2 separate regions of the Oryzias latipes genome follow, and region 1 is linked to region 2. Evidence: chromatin contacts called from public Hi-C data. All regions are on one chromosome and are shown on one strand. Each heading gives the region's core, a stretch centred on a gene start, on an enhancer-like site or on the middle of the called end of the contact. The rest is flanking DNA. Distances are from core to core; before and after follow the strand shown.

Evidence for each region. Hi-C and Micro-C count contacts between places; a contact is called where the count stands out from the background.
Region 1: a Hi-C map of fibroblasts shows a contact between it and region 2, with 2.4 times the contacts expected there. The contact joins the promoter of LOC101171982 here to the promoter of hsd11b1l in region 2. A contact is called at or near these places in 2 of 5 Hi-C or Micro-C datasets (embryo and fibroblasts).

Annotation. Positions count from the first base shown.
Region 1 is chr4:7,683,693-7,688,273 of ASM223467v1, forward strand. It overlaps LOC101171982 (elongation factor 2), which reads left to right and starts at 1,777. Exons shown (of 13, transcript XM_004067697.3): 1 at 1,777-1,899; 2 at 2,942-3,156; 3 at 3,905-4,086; 4 at 4,438-4,581. The coding sequence starts at 1,897.
Region 2 is chr4:7,385,921-7,390,701 of ASM223467v1, forward strand. It overlaps hsd11b1l (hydroxysteroid 11-beta dehydrogenase 1 like), which reads left to right and starts at 1,684. Exons shown (of 6, transcript NM_001104791.1): 1 at 1,684-1,853. The coding sequence starts at 1,772. c4h19orf70 (MICOS complex subunit MIC13) reads right to left here and starts at 1,417. Exons shown (of 4, transcript XM_004067690.4): 1 at 1,266-1,417; 2 at 767-923; 3 at 539-599. The coding sequence starts at 1,294.

The DNA.
Region 1 (4,581 bases), core at 527-3,026, 300 kb after region 2:
CTCAACAGCCCCACTCTTGGACTTTTCGCCTACAGGACCAACATCCATGCAGTCAATCCAGCCCAAGCCTTCATGCTGCAGTGTCTGGAATCCCCTGGATCATACATCGGGATCTTCAGCTTTTAACGTGGTCATTCCTGCTCTGCTTCAGGACACATTACAACACCTGAATGTTCCTGACTCGGTCTGAAGATGGATCCCAAACTTCCTGACAGACCGCATGCCACAGCTGCGGCTGGGAAAGACCATCTCAGAGGCCGTAAACATTAGCTGTGTACTTTCCTCTCTTCTCTGCTCTCTATACACCAACTGCTGCAGCTCCAGCCACCACACCATCAAACGTATCAAGTTTGCGGATGACACCACCCTTATAATAGTATGTTATATATTCTCTGATTACTAGCTAGTCTGGCAATAAGCCTTTCCAAAAAAGAATGATTTAAGCTTAACTTTAAATGTAGAAACTGTGTTGACCTCTCTTACATGAGCAAGGAGCTTATTCCATAAGACAAGGGCTTGGTGGCTAAAGGCTCTATCTCCAACAGTATTACAAATTCTTGGAACCAGCAGTCCTGCATTTTGTGAGCGAAGTGTTTCGATTGGTTGGTAAGGCCACTTTGAGATCTTTAATAGAGGATGGAGGTCATAACATTTAAGCTAACACAGGAGTGAGATGCAGCTGAGGAAACTCAAGCTGCCCACCAATGTATTGGTGCACAGTGTTGGTCTACACGGCCATCATAGAGTCCGTCCTCACCTCCTCCATCACCATTGGGTACACTGGAGCCACATTGAGGGACATAGTCAAACTACAGACCATCATGTGCTCTGCGGAGAGAGTGGTTGCCTGCAGGCTCTCATCCCTGCAGGACCTGTACACGTCCAGGATTCAGAGGGAGGCGTTAAACTCAGATTAAGGATGACCCTTCTCATTTGGGACACAAACTGTTTGTCCCTCTCCCTTCGGGCAGGAGACTCCGTTCTATCCAGACCATAAGAATAGCTTTTTCCCCTCTGCCATAGCACACATTGGCTGAAATACCTTCAAATGTAAATAATTAAGTCAAGTCCATTTGACATCCTTAGATTTGTATTTATGTTTCGTGAATGTTTTACTGTTGTTATGTTTAATTATGTTCTGCTCTATTTTAGCACCAATCACTGCAAACAAGATCACACTCACCAACAATTGCAGAAAAATATTCTGATTCTGATCTAATTAGAGAGAGAACAGGACTGTAATAGGTAGTGGGTCGGGTGTGGTAGTACATTTCTTGTTTCTTGTACTTATTGCTTTCTTTAATATTGTCCTATTTCTCCTTTAAATCATATGCCGGAAAAAAAATGGTATCTGTATGGTATCATATCTAATGGTATCATATCAATCCTGAAGGCTTTGAGCAGATCAGGAGAAAGGGATCTACTTTTTCCCTTTAGCTGTCTTAAAACACATAATTGATTTGAACTTTCAAAGCCAAGAGCTTTGTGATCTCAGTGACCTCACCTGTTATGTATGTATGTAGAGGCAGTGACTTTTATCATCTATTTACATTTAAGTCATGTTTTTAACTCAAACTTCGTGTTTTTTTGCATAACGGTTAAATTTTTAGTGATGTTTTGGGGCTTTAGAATGTTTTCCATCAGTGCGCATGCTCCAGACCAGGAATAAACAGCATTTCACACACGTGTTAATATTTTTTAGTTACCACACCGACTAGTGTTTAGTAACTTCAACGCAATACGTTAGTACGTGACCACGCACGACACTGACGCATGCAGTATAAAACCTGGAAGTCTGACGTCAGCGGCCTCTTCCCTGCCTATGCCCCTGTAAGGAAGGCAGTGTAAAGTTTCCTGTCTCTTCTCCAGCAAGAGAATCCGAAACCATCCGTCAAAATGGTGAGACTTTTCCGTGTATTTTGTGCATCGTTAAAACATTAAGATCGCAACGCTCCTTTTCAGCTAATATGAATGCAATGACGCAGCTGCCGTGGAAGAAAATCTTGTGTTTTTTAACGTTGGATGTTCGATTCAAAATGGCTACCATTTTTTGTTATCAAAGCGTTTGGGGCCTTTAAGTCATATAATGCAGTTCTGCTCCGATTTTCAAGAGTTTTTGTATTTCTGTGCTGTCTGTGGTTTGTTATTTCGGGGTCATATATACCAAACCTGATTTTAAAACTTGACTTTTCCTGTTTTTCGTGCTACTCGTAATATGCGGGTTGACAGCGTCGGTCGGCTTTTTATGTTGCTCACTGTTAGCTCCAACGACGTTTCAGAGTGATTTGGCAACACAATAAGAGATACTATTACGGCTTTTGTGGTTTTAACCACGTCATGTGCCACAAGGCAACTCCTGTGTAAAATATAGCACTTAAAATGACTGCATTTGTTTTGGCAGCAACTTGCCGGTAATAGCTCTGCTAGCATTAGCATGTAGCATAGGTGCAATGTCTGTACACGTGGCCCTTCGGAGCAGACATATGACGCCGGTCTCATCGCACATTAATGTAGAATATCGGACGTCATCTTGTTTAACGCAAAACGTAATAGTTTGTTTACTTGTTGTTGCACCTGGTTTCCAATTTTCACTTCATGCGTAGTTGCTAAGACCGTCAGACTTTATCATGGCGGACACACAACGCCCAGAAACGCAGGACCTTTGAAATGAGCCATAAGTTGCCTCCATATGGGAGTGTCAACATGATAAAGATGCAGTTAACAGCTGTATATGACCGTTGCACATAAGTGTCTTTTACTTCAAAGAATCTGATCTTTGATAAGTCATAGAATTTATATTAAATCTTTTTTTATGGTCTGTAAAAGCCACATGATGATCACATTTCAATCCCCTCAAGACATTGAGAAGGCACCTGCACTGTTAAAGAAAAGTTGAGTCTCCCTTTAGTTTGGTTTAAATGGAAATTCTTTTTGTCCTCAGGTGAACTTTACCGTAGACCAGATCCGTGGCATCATGGACAAAAAGGCCAACATCCGAAACATGTCTGTGATTGCGCACGTGGACCATGGAAAGTCAACGCTGACGGATTCACTGGTGTCCAAAGCTGGCATCATTGCCTCTGCCCGTGCTGGAGAGACACGTTTCACCGACACGCGCAAAGATGAACAGGAACGTTGCATTACCATCAAGTCTACGTACGTGTCTAGGGGAATGGTGACCAGCTTTATCTGCATCTTTGTCAGTTTAAAGCAGCTTTTTTTTTTTTTTTTACTGTTTATGGTTTTGTTAGAGCAGCTCCTCACAGTCAAAGTCTGTAGATTTTTAATGTGCCTAATGAGCTTTCTTTGAAAGCATTCCACCTTAAGCTATGTTAGGAGCAGAAGTACATTCCATAATGTCTGCCATTTGTTTTATTTAGCGCTCCTAATAGATTTTTCATCTGTGGGTGATTCTACATTTTTTAAAGCATTATATTTAACTTTCTAGCCCAGCAGAGAGGAACATCACCTAAATTAAAGTTTAAAACTCAGATTTACTTAACATAATACTTTATAGACAGTTGACTAAACTTGTCTTTAAATGTGTCCCATTCCTGTGTGTGTCGGGACAGCAGAATGTGATACTATTGTTAATCTCAGGGTGTTTAAAGTTTAAGGCGGAGCTGGGAAACTAGTCTTACCTCTTGTTCCTGACAAAAACACCTTAGTCACTCTCCTGACATGAACTCCAACATTTAGGTTTTCATAATGTTTTTTTATAAATTAGTAACAGGAAAAGTTGCCATAAAAAATGTTTTGTACTGCTGTAATTGCATTAACTGCTCTTGTGTTTTAGTTTTTTTTTTTTTAGCTGCATTTGAATTTTCCTTTAATAAATGAATCTTTAATAAATACAGAGATATGTTTATTGCTGTTAACATGCTGTTTTTATTCTAACCCTCAGAGCCATCTCCCTGTACTATGAGCTCAGTGAAAACGACATGGCTTTCATCAAGCAGAGCAAGGACGGCCGTGGTTTCTTGATCAACCTGATCGACTCACCGGGCCACGTGGACTTCTCCTCTGAAGTGACCGCCGCTCTCCGTGTCACTGATGGAGCCCTGGTTGTGGTTGACTGTGTCTCTGGTAATGTTTTAAAATGACCTTTGCCCCTATCCTCTAGTCTTGATGAGCTTGCATGTTGATGTGGACTCCACAGTGAGGTCACTTTGCAATGATGCTGTTTTAGATTAAGGCTGAATAGCTGAATATACTGTATACATTTGCTCTTCGGGCTAGATGACAAATATTTTGTTGTGACGATAAATTTTGGTGTCAAATTCCCCGTCCTGGAGTGTAATATAATCAGTTCCTTTTTTCCAAAATAAAAGCCTTAGTTTTGGTGCAGACAGCATGTATACAGCTCTGGATTTACCCTGCAAACCATTCTGCTGCTGTTGGTTATGCGCATGAGTTTATAAAGGTGTTTGTGCACAGGTGTGTGTGTACAAACGGAGACCGTGCTCCGTCAGGCCATCTGTGAGCGCATCAAGCCTGTGCTGATGATGAACAAGATGGACCGTGCCTTACTGGAGTTGCAGCTGGAACCAGAAGATCTTTACCAGACATTCCAGCGAATTG
Region 2 (4,781 bases), core at 434-2,933:
TTGTGGGCGGGACTTTTGGTAAGCCTTCCCCCACTTCCCATCATCAGTCTCTTCAGCTAAATTCTTACGAACAGGTTTTAAATTTCTCATCGACTGATGTGACCTGTCACCCAAAAAAAAAAGAACATTTCTGGGATGCGCTGTGTCATAAGGTTATTAACTGGTGGTAAATCGTTTCACCTCTGCTAGCTTATTAGCTCGTGCTCAGCAGTGTGTGTCTTGGAAATAGGGATTAGTCGTAGTGGTTAAACTTATAAGTGGAAATCTTTATGAAGCAAACTCTGCGGTTTGCTGAAAGACATTTAAACTTTACATAGCAAGGATCATAGCAATGGAATCACGTGTAGAGCAAGAAACCACAGACTCCCAACTCTCTGTTTCTATTTTTGTGCATATAGGGTCTTAAATTTTAAAATCCTTAAATTTCACTTGAGCAAATCTGTAGACCCCCTGCAAACACAGAGGCACAAACTCAGCAGTGAAATGACAAACTGTTTCTCTTATAGAGGAAAACCCAAAAATGTCCGTCAGCTCTTACCAGAGTTCCACGCCTGGACCGGAGAAAATTCAACGTTAGGGATGGTTGGAAGCTGAGTCTGCTGACAGAGAAATAAAAAGAGGAGGTTGTGTATTAGTTAATGGGACCAGTGAAACTTAAGGGATGCATTAATGTGCAGATCTATAACGGTCCTCTTTAACCCCAGGAGAAGTCACCAAAGACCAAACAAACCCAAAGACCTCTCACTCAAACCTAGTTTGTTTGTACCTGAAGACCGAAGTACTTCATCCACTCCTCAATGGCGGGGGGGACAGCGGCTCTGGCCTTCTGTAGGGCCTCAGAACCTTGTTCGCTGCCCCCCAGCAGCCCGGAGTCATAGGCCACATACACAGCCCCTCCCGCTATGCCCACCTTGGTCGCGAGTCTGCAGGTAATCAGAGTCCATCATGAAACGCAGGTCATCAAAGATCGTTGAGACAGAGATGATAACACAAGTAAACATTTTAAAACGTTGGTTTGACAGAGAAACTAAAGGACTTTAGAAACTTCTCAAGACGCGCTGAGTACAAATGAGTAAATTATAAATGAGTAAATTAACATTCAGTTTTGTGGATACAGATACAGAACACATAGTTTATATTAGAGTTAGCTAAACAGGCAAAGAACATTTGTTAGCTTTGCTAGCTAGTTTGATTAGCTAGCTAGTCGGCTAATCCCGCATTTAGCATCACTTCTCCGAACATTTGTAAAGTAAAAATGAACTAACTTCACTACAGGCAAAAGCTTTGTCGCCATGATCCACGGGTAACCGAACTATCCCGAAGCCACGACTGTGACCTGAAAGAAGTCAAACCTAGCAGCTGCACTGAAGGACAAGCCGGATTCTTGTCCTGTCAACCACAGCTGTGTTAATAAAGTTGGATCTTGGAAACTTAGTTCCGCTGCAGAGCAACACATTCGTTCTGCCTCACTTTCTAATGCTTTATTTTATTTAACTTTTTAAATCACAGGTAAATACTTTTTAAATAAAAATGTTTAAAAATTATATCTAAAAATGAAAAATGATTTTTCAAAGGGGTGTGTCTAATGTGAAGTTCACGCCCAAATCGCAAGAAAAACAGTGAAATGGGGCGTTTAACAGATGTACTTTTTTCCATGGGACCTCCCTGAACTTGTCTGAGAGCAGTGTTGCCAAATGCAGCCGTTGTATAACCACAGATCAGCACAATTCCACAAAACCCAGCAGTCAGACCAGTTGCTGCTTTTTCCAAAATGGCTTTTACTAAAGTCTTGATAGTCAGTTTATGTGTAGTTTTTTTAGCTGTCAAGTGGACTTCACCCACTTTTGATCCAGGTGAGCAGAAATCTGTTTCATTTTTTAGTCAGTCTTATTATTTAAGGGTTTGAGGCTCAGGGTGGATGTTAGTGGACCTTCTGGGGCGTGCATGTGTTCCTAAAACCGCATTTTGCAGAAATGATCAGTCATTTTTCGCAGTTGGGTTTCTTTGTATGCTTATTTTAATTAATTTTTAATACTCATTGAATGTTTCCTGTTGCTATCATTAATTTGGAGTTATCTACCATTCACAGATTTGTGTGCCATGGCAACATAACGAGGATCATAAAGATAACATTACCTTTGCTTATTGGCGAATGGGGCCACAGGTTCATGTCTTTACTTGCATATTGAGCTGACTATTCCGGTTTTTTCCCCTTTGCTCTAAATAGTCAGCTCAAACATATATAAATAGGATGAAATTGTGAACATTTCTGCACTGAATTAATTTACCTATGCACAATAATGTTGCTGAGGGTTTACTATTCCCTCTGGGAAAAGTGGGAGTGGAAACCAGGTAAACGGTTAGAATCTGCTTCAGTGGCTGAGAGGCCTGACCTCAGCGAGCGCAGCTTTCATGCAGAAAAGCTGATCAGTCAGTTTTCATGCTATCCTCTGGTAATATCACCATCCTTAACAACTGTAACAAACTCCAGCAGCGCTCAATCAGAGCTCAGGGTCACAGGTTGAAACGTGTTCTGATACTATAGGAGGTTCTGTGAGCCGCTATCTCTTCATGGGGCAATTATAAACGCCGCATGACTGCGGTTGGATCTTTGTACACTTCTGTGTTATCACACATATAAGGACCAGTTGTTATCAGTCAGTTCAGGGTAACATAAATGTTTTTTTAGATCATCATCATCATTTGTTTATAAAGAACCTTCCACCACTAGCCAAGGAGACCCAAAGTGCTGTACACATGGAGAACAAAACAAAAAACAATTAAAAGCACAAAACCAAATTAAATCCCTGTAGGGACATAAATAGAAAAGAATAAAAAGCATAAAACCAATTTAAGAGAGATTAAAACCAGGGTTAGGCTGATGCTAAAGCGCTGAAATGGAGAAAAGTTCTTTTTTTAAAGTCATCTATAGCGTGACCTCTCTAATTGCCGGTGGCAACTGATTCCATAGTTTAGGATCCAACACAGAAAACCCACCGTCCCCCCGAAAGTTACTTTTGGTTCTGGGAACCATTAACACAAACTGGTGAGGGGAACGTAAGGACTTTGGAGGGGAATATTTTAAAAGAAGACTGGAGAGGTAAGAAGGAGCCATACCTGCAAGAGACCAACATTTTAATGAAAAGCAAGTATTTCACTGGCAGCCAGTTCGAAGAGGCCAAGATCGGTGTTATGTGGTCAAACTACTTTGCCCCACAAATAAATTTGGCTGCTGCATTTTGAACCAGCTGCAGGCTATTAATGCCTTGGCTAAGGCAGAATATAAAGAACTGCAATAATTTAGACTAGACCAAACCAAAGCATGGGTGACCATTTCAAGGTTAGTTTTTGATAAGAAGACTTAATCCTAGCCAGACGTCACATCTGAATAAAGCAGGACCTGATCACAACCTTTATTTGGAGGTGAAGCTTCAGAGCTGCATCAAGTTTCACACTCAGGTTTGTGACCACAGACTGTTCAAAAGGGGCAAGAGAAAGGAAACCAACACCATGATCTTTTCCCCCACTAGGGGTAAACACAATTACATATTTTGCTTTCATTTAGGCCACGACCTATCTTCAGCAAGGCAGTCAATTATTAAGTTAATTGTGCGGTCAGGTCCCTTACATACAGGGACATAAACTTGACAGTCGTAAACATAAAGGTGAAAGTTCCCCTCTTGCTACCGGAACAGCATTCCCAGTGGCAGCAAGTAAATAGAAAATAACAACGGGCCAAAAACCGACCCTTGAGGGACCCCCCATTTCAGGGGGTCACACTTGGATGAGTGAGGACCCATTCTAATGCAGAAAGACCTAAGGTAAGGTAAGACCACATCCACTGTAGGGCTTCCCAGGAAAGCCCCGCCCACTGTTCCAACCGGCCAATTAGGATCTCATGATCAACTGTGTCAAAAGCTTCAGATAGATCCAATGATAAATGAACAACCAGTTCATCTGCCATCAGAACATCATTAAAAAGGTTTTAAAGAGCCAGACCTGAGCCCTGACTGTACAGGTTCCTGGATTTCATGTGCGTTTAAGAAAGTGACCAACTGTTTAAAGAGAATGTTGTCAAGGACTTGAGCACAAAAATGTGGGTTGGATTTGGCCTATGGTTTGAAAAAAAAGGAGAATCGAGCATTTGTTTTTTCAACAGTGGTCTCACTACTACCTGGTTAAAATTGAATGAATCCTGAGAGGACGTCAGCAGATGAGATAATATCAGCATAAAATTGTCTTCTAGCTTTTGTGACAGCTTCCTCATAGATGTAGAGTTGGTCTCTAAGGAGATCATGGGAAATTTGGAATCTGTCCTTCAATTTTCTCTCTGTCCTGCAGTCTTGTCTCAAGCCACGTATTTCCTCAGAGACCCAGCGTTCAGATGTGTCCCTTGTTTTTTTTTATGGCAAGGCAATCTCATTCAAAATTTTAGAGCACAGCAATTCAAGCATCTGTGGTAATCGGGGATGAGCATAAAGTCGGCCACTCCAGCGAAAATATAGCCAAAAATTCAGCAGCTTTTCCTTTGTCGAGGCCCCGCACCCATGTGACAGGAGCAGGTTTGGGGGCAACATTGAATGGCAGAACAAAGTCGAATAAAACCGCTGAATGGTCAGAAAAGGCAGTATTTACAGTCTTGACCGAGGTGATGAGAAACCCAAAAGACAGAGCTAAGTCCAGAATATGTCCATGACTGTGTGTTGGGTCAGAAACCCACTGTGCAAGACCAAAAGAATCCAACACGTTAAAAAAGTAATTGACGAGTGGTTTGTCAGGGC